Linked DNA regions of Hordeum vulgare: region 2 is linked to region 1. The links are chromatin contacts, called in public Hi-C maps. All regions are on one chromosome and are shown on one strand. Each heading gives the region's core, a stretch centred on a gene start, on an enhancer-like site or on the middle of the called end of the contact. The rest is flanking DNA. Distances are from core to core; before and after follow the strand shown. Region 1 holds the start of LOC123398509 (long chain acyl-CoA synthetase 8-like). Region 2 holds the start of LOC123452031 (serine/threonine-protein kinase D6PK-like).

What was found. Hi-C and Micro-C count contacts between places; a contact is called where the count stands out from the background.
Region 2: a contact with region 1 is called in a Hi-C map of leaf, with 4 times the contacts expected there. The contact joins the promoter of LOC123452031 here to the promoter of LOC123398509 in region 1. A contact is called at or near these places in 2 of 6 Hi-C or Micro-C datasets (both in leaf).

The regions. Positions count from the first base shown.
Region 1 is chr5H:365,306,272-365,309,450 of MorexV3_pseudomolecules_assembly, forward strand. It overlaps LOC123398509 (long chain acyl-CoA synthetase 8-like), which reads right to left and starts at 1,626. Exons shown (of 12, transcript XM_045092970.1): 1 at 1,450-1,626.
Region 2 is chr5H:366,109,143-366,112,321 of MorexV3_pseudomolecules_assembly, forward strand. LOC123452031 (serine/threonine-protein kinase D6PK-like) reads right to left here and starts at 1,690. Exons shown (of 3, transcript XM_045128602.1): 1 at 1,519-1,690; 2 at 365-1,336. The coding sequence starts at 1,221.

The DNA of each region.
Region 1 (3,179 bases), core at 376-2,875:
CAAGAAATTTGTTCTTCCCACTATCAAAATTAAGCAATTGTTAATTGTTAGTTGTTACCAATTTGTCGAGAATCGGTACATATTATAATCTACCAAAATAAACATCAAGAGGCATACTTTGATTGGACTGCGCACTTGAACTAAGAGCATCTACAGTTCCTTGGCTCATGGATCAGATCCACACCATAGTGCATGTTGAATTGTTCTGCTTTTAGCACGGGCAATTACAATGTAAACAAGCTAACATGAAATAATAATTTTGAATTATGAGTAGTTCTTTTGTTTCTCATACTTTCATCGGTTTCTTAATGGTATAATGAAGTCTAACAACAATATTATTAACTGATGATATTAATAATTGATAACGATTATACAATCAAATAATCAGCTCACATTTATCTGCCAAAAACTACAATAGCTCCTTAAGAGATTTTGTTCTGTACTGCATATTTCTGAAGAGACAACACATAAACGTCACAATGTGATTTGCAGAAGCAACATCAGATAGAAGGCCAAGTCAAAACAGACTTGGAAGTTTCCAGTTTGCTTCAAAGGAAAGCAACCATGTTGACCACAAGGATGTGAAAGGGAGGTAATCGTTTGTATAACTATTGTTTCTTCACTAATGACTACTATCCCAGATACGTCATGTAAGTGGATCATATCAACAAAAAAGATTGTTGAGGAACCAATCATTAAAATTGGTGAAACTATTATTTCCATAAATATGTCATTGGGCTCTGATTTGCGCAAAGTGCAACGGAATCCTTTCGTGGCTACCACAAAAAAATGCCAGTTAGAATGGGATTTTGGCAGAGGTATTTGCATGTTTTTATTCCTCCAACACGCCTGGAAGCGTGTCGTTTTTATTGAGAAGGTGGATGATGTCAACTAGGAACAAGGTGTAAACAGATAGTATGAACCTTCTAAAATTAAACTTAGGTGAAAAGAAGCATTTGATAGGGTGATTGCTCGTTAGAGAGTTATGAAGTTGTAACTGGACCTGTAATTATGGGCTTTCACACGGTGGCAGTGCAAAGCAGAACATGAATCATTTCAATGCGATCCAGTTTAGGCGGTTCATCAGGATGCCTCCCTCCCCAGAAAACGGCGTGATCTGACCACGGGAATCTCCGGAGACACGTGTATTTTGGTACACCTTGTTCATGGCAGAGAACACGGAGAGACCAACCAACCAACCAACCAACAGTAATTTGGCGCTGATCCCAAATCCAGGCGAGCTACGGATGGATCGTACGAGGAGAAGGAAGAGCCCTAGCCGATTCCGGAAGGGCGGATCTCCACTCCACTCCACTCCACTCGAGCCGAGAGAGACTATGCGGGGACGAATTGCTCGGAGAGGGTTCGATCGACAACCGCGTCGCGAAGGGGATGGCTCCGTGGTCGAACCAACGATGGATCGTGAGGGGGACGGGGCGGGAGGCTCACCTTGGCTGGGATGAACCGAGAAGGGGGGGGGGGGGGGGGCGTGGCCTCCGGATCTGCGCCCGCTCGTCGGTGCTGCCAAAGCTTGCAGTGGCTTTTCTGGAACGAGAATGAATGGCAGCCTCTGGCTTGGTTGCTTCGTCGGCCGGCTTGTGGAGGAAAGCAACGGCGACAAAGGAAATGCCGAGGTGGGCCGCGGGTGGGCTCGCTGGGTATCGAGGTGGGTGGGTGAACGCGTGCGTGTGCTTTGCTCTTTGTGCGACGTGGCGTGAGAAGCGGGGAGCGGAAATGCTTCGAGAAATTTGTTGGCGCGGACACGTAGCGCTACGGGAGTACGGTACACGACGCGAGGCAAGGCCAGGTCAGTAGCTCACGTGCGACCACGGCGCGTTTCCCGGTCCTTAGAGTACAACCCTCAAAACCCTTAAATCTAAAAATCAGTTTTAAGGATCGAGAATTGCCCATTTTTGACATTTTTAAGGGTTGAAAAACAGGGGCAAAGACTAGAAACCTCAAACCCAACTCTCAAAATCGGTATATAGCCAGGACCGCGCGCGCCGGCTGCTGGCGCTCGTGCGCTGCTGCTGCCGCGGCGCCGCCGCGGCGAGTTCCTTCTGCGGCAGGGAGAGGGAAGGGGAGGGGCGGCGGGCGCGGGGGCGGGCGCGGTGGGCGCGGCGGCGGGCGGGACGGTGGGCGGGGCGCGACGGCGGCCTGGGCGGGCGGGGCGTGACGGCGGCCATGGCGGGCGCGGGGGCGGTGTGACATCCTCGACTTTTGCTACAGTAATTATTGTAGTTAAGCTACAGTGATCAACCGCTAATGATGCCACGTCATCGAATTCCCATCTCAGACCCGCGTTGATTCGAGTCTGTCCGGATCCAAAATTTGAAAGCAAAAGAAAAGTACTTTACAAGTTCATTACAAATAATAAAAGAATATGTATATGAAAGAAAGAATTAAAAGTATGTATAATAAATTGTAAAAGAAAGTATTTAAAAAGAAAAATCAAATAGAAAATAAATAATGAAAGAAAGAAATAAAAGAAAAGGGAAAAGGCAAAATAAAACAAAACAAAACAAAAAAAAGAAAGAAAAAGCAACCCCCCGGCCCAGCTGGGCCACCCACCGGCCCAACCGGCCGAACCCTAGCGCCTCCCACCTCCTGGCGAGGGAGCCCCTCGCTACTCCCTCCCCTCCCCCTTAGCGCCGCCACCCTCCCAAGCTCCCCTCGCGGCCCCACCCCCCACCGACAGCGCTCCCACCTCCCATCTCTCCCGTAACTCCCTGCCCACGAGACCCCCCACCCCACGCCAGATCCCCCACCGAGACCCTCCCTCACGAGCCCCCCACTCCCCCAGATCCCTCCCCACCTCGCCTCCCACCTCGGCTCCCCTCCAGTCGCCCCCCTCCCTGGCCGGCGCGCCTCCCCCCCGCCGGCGAGCCGATCCCCCATCTCCCTCCCCTGGCCGGCGAGCCCCCCCCCGCCGGCGAGCCGTTCCCCCACCGGCCGCTCCCTAACCAGACCCTCGCACGACCCTCCTCTCCACCTCGCCCCACCTCGGCCGGCGCCCCTCTCCTGCCTCCTTCCCGCCGGCGAGCCGCCCCCCCCCCCCCTCGGCCTCCACCCCGCCGGCAGGGGGCCCCGGCCTCCTCGAGGTCCCTCTTGCCGGCCTCACCCACTCCGGCCGGCTCCATCTCCGGGGGCCCCTCCTCACCGGGGCCCCTCTCGGCGAA
Region 2 (3,179 bases), core at 440-2,939, 800 kb after region 1:
TCGAATTTCTAACATTCCTTGCTAACAGTAATAGAAATTTCCCCAGGAAAAAAATTAAAGATAGTTGTTAACCATAGAGGCCAAACAAAATATACACAATACTGTTAAACCTAATAAAATACAAGAGGACCATACGTTCCATGAAATTGAAAAGCATTTCTTCAACAATTGAACAATAAGAAAAAAGATATAATGTATCACCACATCTTGAAAGTTGAAAGAGCTTCATTTATAGTACTGAACCAGTTGTATTAGTACACAACTGGATGATTTATAAGAACTGGAAAGAATTGGTCAATCATGAGTGTGATAGCATTTGCATATCTATCAGTAAAATAAATAAATAAAGAGAGAAGACACTTACTTGGCAGCTTGCTCGGGGAAATACTTCCCAGGCTGCTTCTGCCTTAGGGTATGCAGGTCTCCTCCAGGGCAAAACTCCATCACCAAGCATGAGAATTTATCAGTCTCAAAGTGCGTGTACAAAGTCGGAAGAAAAGGATGGTCTAAGCACTGCAGTATCTCTCTTTCAGTCTGGGCTCTGAGAAGCTTTTTGCGGCCAGCTAGAGATGCCTTGTCCATGATCTTCATAGCAAAGTAGCATTTCGTGCCACTAAGCTCTGACAAGTAAACACTGCCAATGTCACCACAGCCAAGCCTCTTGAGCAGCCTGAAGTGACTCAATCCTAGCGAACCTTCTTTGGTTCGGATCACCTGAATCGCCTCCCACCTTGAATCATTGGACTTGTGAGGCTTGCTAGCACTGCTGCATATACTGCTGCAGGTGCTATCATCACTGACATCACTGCCAGCGCTGGCCCGGTAAACGCTGCTCTTCCCGCTCTGGACCAAATCGGCGTGGCCGCTGACCTTGGTGCTGCCGCTCGCCTTTGTCAGGCTGCTTGCTCCGTCGCTGAACTTGGCAGAAACCGAGCTATCCTTGACGCTCCCTCGCAGCGAGCTCTTCTCGGCGTCTTCGTCTTCGTCCAGTTTCACAGAGCCATCAACGGAGCTGCAGTCTTTATCTTGCTCTTTGTCTCCGCTGGACGCGGCCACATCACCTGGCGGGACCGCTGCTCTCGGTGAAGCAGGCCCCGATTTGCCTGCTCCGCCAACTTGCTCTTCGGACTGCCTCCTGGAAGGCGCGGCCTCGGAGGACTCGGCGGCGCTTTTACTGCATTGCTCGTCAGCGACTACTTGGGCAACGGCCTTGGACGCCATCGCAACAGGGAGTCGACCAAGAAGCTGTCCCCTAACGGCGCCGGCATGACCCTCCTCCTCCCATCGCCGCCGCGGTCGACCGATCAATCAGCGGCCGGAGCGGTGAAATCGAGACCTATCACAAGGGTTCGCCCCGAATTAGATTCAGCGAAAGCGATGCGGGTCGGTCGCCTAGCGAAACCGACGAATCGGGAACCAATAATTGCCGAATTATTAGCCGGACGGATCTGGCTGAGATCGAGAGGATCCCCTCCTCGCGGGAGGAGTCCGGCGGAGGGTGGGGTGGAGTCTGCTTACTGGTTAGCCGTCGCGCCGTAGGAGAGAGCTCGCCGCCAGCGGGGCTGGGGAGGGGATCGAGGGGGGGCGCTTCCTTCGGCTTCGGGGGGGAGGTGGCTGGCAGCGGAGGGGGGAGGACGAAATGAAAATCGATGAGAGAAACCTAAAAACGAGAAAAACGAAATAAAGAAGACAACCAAAAAAAGAAAATGGATTGAGGGGACGGATTGAGTGTATGCCTGGCCCCACTTGCCGGGCTTAAGTGACAGTGAAGACCTTCCCCTTCAGTCTACCGGATCTTACATTTTTCTTCATATAAAATATTATAATATTATAAGCTTCCCTGCCTCGTAAGCGTGCATCTTATCTCCATGGACGCCTACGAGATACTGAACCGATAAAACATGTTAAAACTAACAAATTCATCATTTACTTGATGAGAATGTCTCTTTTCACGGAACCAACATGTCAATGAAAAAACATTTCCCTTACTAAGTGATTTTGGTGTACATGAAAATGCGGTTGTAATCTAACCTTTTGCTTGAGCAATACAGAACAATACGGGTATATTCGCAAGTTATGCAAGACGATTAGATAGCGCTCTAAAAGGAAAATACTAAAGAAGGTGTTACAAAATTTTGGGTTGTAGGGAAACTATATTATTAAGAAGAGGTTCGCTTTGAAATGTTTAAATGCAATCATTACCTAGACAAACCATTTTGCACCCGCATAGTCTTTCTAGCTCTCGAAGAGTTCTTAATCTATTCTCTAGAGTCTAGAGCCTTTGTTATTTCATACTTATTAGTTTTGGGGTATGTAGCGGTAGTACCACACCTTCATAAAGAGCAACACTCTTGCTGCTAGGTCAGTAGTATTACTCTATGTTGGTGCGGAACAGTGTGATGATATGTGTAAAATGTATTTATTTATTTATTTGTTACATACTATTATCACATCACTAGTACATATTTTGGTAACATTTTATATTATTTTTTATTTAGACTAACATATTAACTCACTGCTAAAGGACAATTCATGTTTTCTATTGTTTTAGAGCTTTTACGTGAAAATTTCACGGGGCCGGAATGACCTGAAAATTTTTGTGGATATTTATGAGAATTAACAGAATTTTAGGCGAAGGAATCAACGTGAGACGACACCCAAGGACCCCACACGGGTAGGGGGTGGCCACCTCCCGGTCACACCATGGGCACGCGTGGCCAACCCTTAAACCGGCTGGAGCTCTTATTTCGTCACAAGAAAGCTAATAATTTACGGCGAAAAGTCACCTCAAAATTTCAGCCCGATTGGAGTTACGGATCTTCGGCTATAAAAGAAATGGTGTTCGGCTAGAAAATAGGAACGAAAACAGAGAAAAAAACAGAGAGAGATGCAATCTCGAAGAGGCTCTCGCCCACCGGAGCCATGGAGTCCATGGACCAGAGGGGGAATCATAAGGAAGAGCAAGAAGGAGAGGTCCTCCCCCCCCCCTCTCTCTCCTAGTGGCGTCGGAGCACCGTCGGGGGAACCATCGTCACGGCGATCATCTCCATCAACTCTGTCGTCTTCATCAACAACTTCATCATCGTCCCCCTCTCTATTCAGCGGTCCACTCTCCCGCAACTCGTCGTAATATTGTACTTGAAAATGGTGTTTGATACTATAAATTATTATTCGATGAT